Regions from separate parts of the Mus musculus genome. Here region 2 is linked to region 1. Evidence: chromatin contacts called from public promoter capture Hi-C data. All regions are on one chromosome and are shown on one strand. The core of a region is the stretch at or near the end of the contact, and the rest is flanking DNA. Distances in the headings are between cores, read along the strand shown. Region 1 holds the start of Commd6 (COMM domain containing 6). Region 2 holds the start of Acod1 (aconitate decarboxylase 1).

Region 1 (4,600 bases), core at 830-3,329:
CATCACAGCTGTGGTGACTTCTGCTTCAGCCACCCAGGTGCTGGGACTACAGCCACATATATCTAGCTTGGTAGATTAATTTGCAACATACTGTACAGTTTGTTTTTGTTAAGTTGTGAAACTTGTCTAAAATTGCATTTTTCAGCTCTTTGTGTGTGAACTATGCAAAAAAAAAAAAAACCTGAATCATCTTTTTTAAATTCATTATTAATTCTGATAGTCTTGTAAATTATCGTGGTTTTTCTCGTGTATATAATCATATGACCAGACACTGGTGAATGACTGTATGGAGGGGATTATGGCACCCTTGCCACTCAGATACATCTGTGTCCTAATCAGAGACTTTCTCCTTGTGAGAAAGCAGACATTAAAGATTTAACAGAATTAAGATCGTGGGCTGCATTTTCCTGGGTGTGATCCCAATGTAATAACAGCTTTTCTAGAAGGAAGGAAAGAGGGTTGGAGTCAGAAGAGAGGCAGGGGTTGGAACTGAGCTGAGGCCACAAACAAGATAGGAGGTGGGCTCTAAGAGCAGGAAGAGACAAACAAGAGACCCTCCCCTGCAGCCAGACCACAACCTTCCTCCACCTTGGCCCTGTAAAACTGGTTTTATACCTCTGACTCCCAGAACTGTGACCGATGGATTCATATTGCTTTAGGGTGGAAAAGTTTCCTAAAATACATACATATAAACTTCATACGTACATACATAGATACGTACAGCCCAGTACAGGTCAGTTTCAAAGCATCTTTAATGGAACATACAAAACGAGAGGTCAAAATAACGTGGGGTTGAATAGTAATAATAAACCAACTCAGGTAACTCTGACTGGAGAGATGGCTCAGTGGTTAAAAGCACTTGCTGCTCTTCCAGGGGACCCAGGTTCAGTTCCCAGCACCTACATGGCAGCTCACAACCATCTATTTCTGCAATTCCAGCGACTCTGAGGCCCCTTCTGGTCTCTAGGGACCCACGTGTTATACAGACAGATAAAATCTTAAAACAAGAACAAAGCAACAAAAAGCCACTAACTTCATATACGGTTACACAAAATAGAGCAGGTTTATCCGTATCACAGAGTGCCCTTGCAGGACTCTTCCAAACCAACAGCAAGAAAAGCTGGAGACTTCTAAGCTCTAAATCCAGCCAGTTAGATGCTGAGGCCAGATGACCACAAGTTCGAGGCCAGTGTGGGTTACAAGTTAAGGCCGACCTCAGAAGTTTAGTGAGAGCCTGCTTCCAAAAAAAAAAAAATCATTTGGAGACAAGGAGCAGTCAGTACACTCTTCTCTCAGCCTCTGTATTCTTACCATGTTTTAACTTCAGCACTTTTCTTATATTTAGGTGAACATAGGTAACTCCTGACTAAAACTCCCAATGTTCTGTCTTGGAAAAGTGTTAGTATAACTTTAGGAAGTCAAAAATCCTATTTATTCTTAATGTAACATAAGAGAGGTTAGACAAGTTAGAGTTCCTCTTCAGAGTAAGGTCTTTAAAGAAATGACTGAGCTTGACGGAGCACACCTTCGATCCCTGCGCCTCAGAGGCAGAGGCCAGTGGATCTGAGAGAGCTCAAGCCAGTCTGGTTTTCCTAGCAAAGTTCCCCGGCTAGCCCGCCTCAAAATAAGCTATCGTTAAAAGAAAAAGGGAGGACGCTATTTTTGCAAATCTTAGCAATGTCTCTTGTAAGCGTCACATTTGAAAACATCGTATTCCTGCCTTGGAGTAAAGGAATAAAGGGTGCCTAATAAAGGTGGACCAGCGCTCGGGCTGCACTCTAGGGGCAGGGCAGTTTAAGTGACAGCCACAGCGGCCATCCCCTCGGGTGCAAGAGGGAAGCGCAGCCCGGGGAAGGATCGGCGAGCAGGGGATGGGACGGCGGGGCGGCCACTCACCTGGCCCGTGACCTGGAACGGAAGCAGAGACACGAGTTAGAGAAACGCAGTCCGGGCGCCAGCGTCCGCCCCAGACCCTTCTCCTTCCAGCCCGTACTCACCTCCGACTTGGCATCCAGCACGGGCTCCCTGAACCCAGACTCCTCCATGACCACAGTGTGATCCACCGGCCAGCACTTCCGCTTCCGGACCTAGGCCCCGCCCACTCACGCTAGGTTGCGGAGAATAGATTTCTATGTAATTCGAGTTTTGTCTCAGTTAAACATCAGTTTTATGAGATACTGGGAAAGGGAAAGTTCTGTGGGGGGGAGAAAGGTCCAGAGACGTGCAGGAAACCTGGTGGAGGACTCGTGACATCCAGGATGTCGGCTCCCCCATCGTAGGGCAAGAAGTGGGCTCATCTCTGCGCAAGCGCAAAGTCACTGTGCCTGCAGTGACACCAATCGGCTTGTGGCCACACCCCTAGTGTGGACTCTGGTGTGACTATAACTACAATTGTCTAGCGAGAACTCTTCCCTGGGACCGAGTTCACCGGCTTAGCCTGACTTAAGGAGGGTGGAGCCTTTTTAAAATCTCTGCTATTACTCCAAATTTCAGCAGCAACTTCTCATCCTGTCTTCTCTTCTGTTGACACCAGATGCATTCTGCAGAGAATATCCACACTGATTTTTATTCTCCTGCCAATATTTTATTTAGGAGAAAAAAAAAAAACCTTGAAAATATTTTCATACAAGTTGCAAATAATAACATGCCACCCACATTTACCAACGGTTACAGCTTTACTGTACAAATGTGCTTAACGATTTTTTCTTAAATAAATGAGCGCTTGTCTCCTAAGAACACTCTAACCAAGAGGAACACTCCTCCATTGTTGGTGGGATTGCAAGCTTGTACAACCACTCTGGAAATCAGTCTGGCGGTTCCTCAGAAAATTGGACATAGTACTACCGGAAGTTCCCGCAATACCTCTCCTGGTCATATATCCAGAAGATGTCCCAACCGGTAAGAAGGACACATGCTCCACTATGTTCATAGCAGCCTTATTTATAATAGCCAGAAGCTGGAAAGAACCCAGATGCCCCTCAACAGAGGAATGGATACAGAAAATGTGGTACATTTACACAATGGAGTACTACTCAGCTATTAAAAAGAATGAATTTATGAAATTCCTAGGCAAATGGATGGACCTGGAGGGCATCATCCTGAGTGAGGTAACCCAATCACAAAAGAACTCAAATGATATGTACTCACTGATAAGTGGATATTAGCCCAGAAACTTAGAATACCCAAGATATAAGATACAATTTATGAAACTCAAGAAGAAAGAAGACCAAAGTGTGGACACTTTGCCCCTTCTTAGAAATGGGAACAAAACACCCATGGAAGGAGTTACAGAGACAAAGTTTGGAGCAGAGACAAAAGGATGGACCATCTAGAGACTGCCATATCCAGGGATCCATCCCATAATCAGCCTCCAAACGCTGACATCATTGCATTCACTAGCAAGATTTTGCTGAAAGGACCCAGATATAGCTGTCTCTTGTGAGACTATGCCGGGGCCTAGCAAACACAGAAGTGGATGCTCACAGTCAGCTATTGGAGGGATCACAGGGTTCCCAATGGAGGAGCTAGAGAAAGTACCCAAGGAGCTAAAGGGGTCTACAACTTTATAGGTTTAACAACAATATGAACTAACCAGTACCCTGGAGCTCATGTCTCTAGCCGCATATGTATCAGAAGATGGCCTAGTCGGCCATCACTGGAAAGAGAGGCCCATTGGACATGCAAACTTTATATGCCTCAGTACAGGGGAATGCCAGGGCCAAAAAGTGGGGGGGAGTGGGGGGGAGGGTATGGGGGACTTTTGGGATAGCATTGGAAATGTAAATGAGGAAAATACCTAATAAAATATATGTATATATATATATATAAAAGAACACTCTAACCATAAGTCTGGAAACTCAACATCAATCCAAGTAAGGCATGTAAATAGCTGGTGCTTCCTCAAAGGCTTGGGACAGAATCTGCTTTTCAATTCATTCAAGTTGTTGTTAGGGCTTAATTTCATGCAGGTTCTTATTTTGCTAGTTTTCAAGGATTCTCGGGTTTTAGAGACGATTCATACCCATGTCTTTGTGTCTTCACTGCCATTGCAAAGCCAAATAGTAAAACACGTCTCCCTCATGTTTGCTAATCTAACTAGACAATTTCTCCTTTCCTTTCTTTTACCTACATTCTCTGTTTTTAAGGCTTCAGATGGTTAAGTAATGCGTACTCAAATGATCTAGAATAATTTCCATAGGCATTAAAGTATATAACTGAAATTACATATTCTGAATAATCCCTATATTACAGTTTTGTTGAATAGAGATGTTATCTTTATAGGCTGAACATCTTTAGAGGTCCACTTACCACAAAATAGCTCACTTCGGATTGCTGAACTGTACTAGTTAAAGTACATACAGCAAACACCAAGAACTATGCCATGCATGCTGTAGTTGAAAATCTAAAACAATCTCTAGCCAGTATTATCGGGCTTACTTAAATGTACTAAATAACTTGCAGAAAAGAATCCCTGTATGAGCCGGGCGTGGTGGCGCACGCCTTTAATCCCAGCACTCGGGAGGCAGAGGCAGGTGGATTTCTGAGTTCGAGGCCAGCCTGGTCTACAGAGTGAGTTCCAGGACAGCCAGGGCTATACAGA
Region 2 (4,600 bases), core at 952-3,451, 1.4 Mb after region 1:
ATTTGCCACGTTGAAACAATTCAAAGAGGACAGTCAAGACTCAAACACATCCTCTGAGATCCTTGCCAGTGGCAGGATGCCAACCAAGATTCAGTGTCAGGGCTGCAGCTCTATGCTCTCAGCAGTCTTCAGGGTACAAATTAAGAAAGATTGTGGGAGTTACAGTTGCATGTCCTCAACAGGCCTCAGGGTGCCTAGCCCATAAGTTACAAGTGTTACAGCCCTGTGATCTCACCAGGCTTCAGGGGGACACACAAAAACTGTTGGTAAGTATTACAGTTTGAACGCTGTTAGGGGCTTTGGAGTGCTAGCCAATAGCAATCCCTGGCAGAACAATTCTGCAGAGTGATCATTGACAGGGGTAACAAGCCTAGCATACCTCCTGTCTCTGGCAGGTCTTGAAGGCTTGAGTTGCAAATCTCTGCAAGTCTCTGAAGCAATGAATCTTGGGTAGTCCAAGTAGTTGCATGAATGAATTACCTTCTGAATTCAAAATATGAAGCTTTGTGGACTGAAGGAAGATGAGTCCCCCAACCTGCAGCTGCAGAAAGAGCCTGTAGACTGCTCTGAGCACATTCTCTGCCCGGGACAGAAGCCTCCAGTGTGGCAAGACTCTTAACTAGTCTGTCTCCTCTCTGAAAACTTAAAGGCATTCTTCTTTCTCAGGAGAAAGTCTGGGAGCCAAGCTCCTGGTCAGACAGGGATCCAGCTGAGAGCAGGACTTCATCTTTAGGCCTCTTCTTCTGCAAAAAAGGGGAACATGTGAGGGCCAGGACACAGGTCAGAACCAGAAGACTTCAGAGAGTCAGAATCCTGCCTGCCTGGGTGCCTGGTTCTGAAGTCCTCCTCCTCCTCCTCCTCCTCCTCCTCCTCCTCCTCCTCCTCCTCCTCTTCCTCCTCCTCCTTCTTTCTCTCTCTCTCTCTCTCTCTCTCTCTCTCTCTCTCTCTCTCTCTCTCTCTCTCTCTCTCTCTCTTCTCCAAGGAATAATCTGTGAAGGATGATTTTCCAGAGTTCTCCTCTATTACACTCAACCAGGTGGTCTCTGATTAGCCAAATGTGTGTACTTGGCATGTGTGTGTGTGTGTGTGTGTGTGTGTGTGTGTGTGTGTGTGTACATGTGTCTGTGTGGTGTGTATTTAGATATTTTTAATTAATTTTTTGAGATTTTAATTTATTTATTTATGTATTTACAACATTTCCACCCCTCCTCCTTCTCTTCTTTTAACTCTGGCCACCATTCCTCACAAATTCATGGCCTCTTCTTTAGTTATCACACACACACACACACACACACACACACACACACACGTGTGCACACATATGTACACGTACTTTCTCAACTGTCTCTGAGCCTTAGGTGTAGGGGTTTCATTGTTGGTATATCAGTTAGGTCTGGGCACCCATGCTCACTTACTCGTTATAGATAGTTGTAGTAGTCGTCTCCATCTACAATAAAAAGAAGCATCGTTGATGAGGGGCAGAGCTACACTTATCTGTGCGTGAGTAAGTATTTAGAATGCAGCTAGGTTTAGGGAACTGGCAGTGGTAGGCTCTCCTCTAGGATTCATAACCTTTAGGTTATGGCACATTTAGTGACTTCGTTAGTTACCTCTGGGTTATCGCCTCTGAAATTATGATGTGATTGGTGGCTTTGTTCACAGTACCAGTCATGGATTTCCTTCTGGTAAGCAGGCTCTAAGTCCAATAAGAACCAGTCAGGGTTTTTGTTTTTTGTTTTTTTCATCATTCCCAGAAGCTGTTTCATGGTTGGTTGGTGACAATGGGCTGTCTGTGAGAAGGCTGCTCTGAGTGACTCCTTGCCTTTCCAGATCTGGGGGCTTTTCTTCCTCTGTCATAGTCTTGCTATTTCCTTGTGATAAGTCTTCAAGAGTGGGATGCCCAGTAAAGAGAGTGTGCACTCTTCTCACCTATGGCCCCTAGCTGGGACAGGCCATCCCTCTGTAATTATAACTTAGTTTTTCTTATGTCTGTGAGGAATCATCAGATTATGGCCGCTGTAACACCTCCTCTCATCAGCCCTACATCTATAAGGGAGCTCTACACAACACAACAAAGGAAGTTTAAGTGAGGTCATTGGGGAGGTGTTGAAATGGTGGAAATTCCATGGTTGAAACAAAAGTGAAAGGGACAGACCTGGAGGGAGTGACTGTGTATAAAGGCACACGTCCACTAAAGGCCCCCAGCCAGCAACTACTCCTGCCATCCACTCCTGAGCCAGTTACCCTCCAGAGCAACATGATGCTCAAGGTATCGTAGCACTTGATGGCGCTTGCCTAAACTGCCTTCCTGGCTTGATTCTTCCTTTCTCAATCAGTTGGTCTTTTGCTAGCTATCTGCTCTGCTGCAGAAAGGACATCTTAGCTTTGCTTATGGTCTCTGAGCTGCCTGATTTAGCTATCTGTTGGCTTTCATCAGTATTTGACAGACAATGCCCATGATCCCATTGCTTCCTCCTAGCAAGAGAGTTAGGCCTGGTAAGTTCACTGAACCTCCACCTCTTGGTTTTGTGTGTGTCCTCTGTGGGACAGGAGCACATCTGTGATGGGAGCACAGGGGCACATCTGTAATTATCTATTTGCTCTCATGTACCCTGTAGTCCCCTGGCAGGTTTTTTAAGTTGGATGGCCTCATTTACTGGTTTGGCAGTTTAGAGAACAGTGCACAGGGAACTTGCCAGGGCTCCTGACACTTATTATAAAACGAATGACTCCATACTCCGCTTTAATCTATACATTAGTCACAGGAGCTTACTAAAAAGATAGACAAGTGCCCCTATAAAGTCAAGCACGCCAGCAAGACATTTGACTTGTAGATGAAGGATGACTCACAGGAATCTGAGTGGAGCTATTGTCCCCCTTATGATCTCTCCCTCCATGGTCAGGGAGGGCGGCTTGTTCTTTGGCTCTCAGATCGTGTTCAGCACTATCAGGTCAGGGGAGCCCAGTGGTCTGTCGTAAATCACATAAGCAGTGCCAGCCCGATGCCTTGAGATCTATGCTGCTGTTCCTCATCTGCTATTCATCAAATGTTTAACTGGTACTTGGAAATCAAGCCAGCTGATTATTATTGAGTCCATTCTTTTCCCTCCTTCCCTCCTCTTCTGCATATAAAATGCTTGTCAAAATACTTACCAGTAGGAAAAACAGCATCATTGTCTTCCTCGGCCCTAAACAGAAACATCCACAGCAATATCTGTTTGCTCTCCAGGCTGGCTCGGCTCCCGCTTTCTCCTACTGCAAGCTCTCTTGGTTTTTCTGTCAAAGTTTTACAAATGTAACAAATGTTCCATTCTCTTGAAAATGACAGTCGTTATATGACCTATAAATCTGAAGACTCTAAGGATAGGGCTATGGCTGAGACAGGAGAATTGTCCAAAGTTCAAAGCCAGCCTGAGCTACATAGTGAGTCCAGTTTAGCCAGGGCCACACAGAAAGACCCTGCCTCAGAAAGAAAAAGAAAAGAAGAGAAAAAAGGGCTGGTGGGTAGAAGGTGGAAGATTTTCCTGTAGATGAGGGTTCTAGTCTCTGTCTCTACTTTGGCAGTAAGTCCATCGTGAGAGACTTTAGACCCTTCAGATTCTCCAATCTGACACGTCTTCTAGCTATTATTTGTAAATGGGCAATGTTACAGTCAGAGATGGAGAGGAAGTTAGGCAATAATGTGATTATCAAATGTGGAAAGGAAAATTACTTAATAGTTCACTAAGGAACTCCAAGTCAGGTATGTGGTGGAAGCCCCTTCCAGTTGGCTATTTTTAAATCATATTTTCCTGTGAAGGGACACAGAATCAAAATTATTACCTGTGGATTGAAGAGCTTGATAATTAAAGGAATCGCTAAGTCCTCTGCTAGTGGCAGGAGATGCTAATCCTCTTGCCGTGAGGGCTTGTGTCTGGTTTGATCACCTTCTACAAGTGATGGCCACAAACCACAATGTCCTTCCTTCCTCCTCCCACCTCGGTCTAGCCTTCCCTTCACTGTTACCCGTCACCTCTGTTGTCATGTGCTTACCAGCTTGCATATTTTCACATCGCTGTGAGTTACAATGCACTATCTACTTGAAACACTCATTACCGTACCTGACACAACTCAGGAAGGCCAGTGCTCAGTAATCTGAACGCACTTCCCGTCCAGATGTCCTCACTTCATGGACAGTTGTCCTATCTTCCCCTCTGTCTGTGTTCCCATCACGCTTTGTTGACATCATCTGCCAAGCAGCCTGCATTATCAGTGTGACTGGGCAAAGAACTTCATTATTGTGTATTTCCAACTCCTCATGCCTAACGAGGTATGTACCTAGTGTGCATTGCTTTGTAGAAAGGAAACTTAATTACATCAAGCAGGTTTCTTCTCATGGAGGAAAAGTCTTTACCAGAAGGTCTCAAAAGAAGCGAGTGCATACAAAGGGGGTGCGAGGAGGTTCTAACCTTCTTCTCTTTGAAGTCTGTCACAGAGAGCTTTGCTGGTATGATTCACGGCTTGAAAGTGAACCACCTGACAGATGGTATCATTCGGAGGAGCAAGAGGATGATCCTGGATTCTCTGGGCGTTGGCTTCCTGGGGACAGGCACAGAAGTGT

Evidence for each region. Promoter capture Hi-C pulls out the DNA fragments that hold promoters and counts their contacts.
Region 2: a promoter capture Hi-C map of pre-B cells shows a contact between it and region 1. The contact joins the promoter of Acod1 here to the promoter of Commd6 in region 1. A contact is called at or near these places in 3 of 39 promoter capture datasets (embryonic stem cells, hippocampal neurons and pre-B cells), 1 of 15 datasets of contacts at CTCF or cohesin (the NIH/3T3 cell line), 1 of 484 Hi-C or Micro-C datasets (B cells) and 2 of 115 datasets of contacts at active chromatin or transcription factors (large pre-B cells and stem cell-derived neural progenitor cells).

The regions. Positions count from the first base shown.
Region 1 is chr14:101,638,392-101,642,991 of GRCm38.p6, forward strand. It overlaps Commd6 (COMM domain containing 6), which reads right to left and starts at 2,080. Exons shown (of 4, transcript NM_001033132.3): 1 at 1,998-2,080; 2 at 1,897-1,908. The coding sequence starts at 2,045.
Region 2 is chr14:103,044,811-103,049,410 of GRCm38.p6, forward strand. Acod1 (aconitate decarboxylase 1) reads left to right here and starts at 2,202. Exons shown (of 5, transcript NM_008392.1): 1 at 2,202-2,269; 2 at 4,465-4,600. The coding sequence starts at 2,258. Gm41235 (predicted gene, 41235) reads right to left here and starts at 3,930. Exons shown (of 4, transcript NR_168885.1): 1 at 3,823-3,930; 2 at 3,154-3,276; 3 at 1,416-1,447; 4 at 1-743.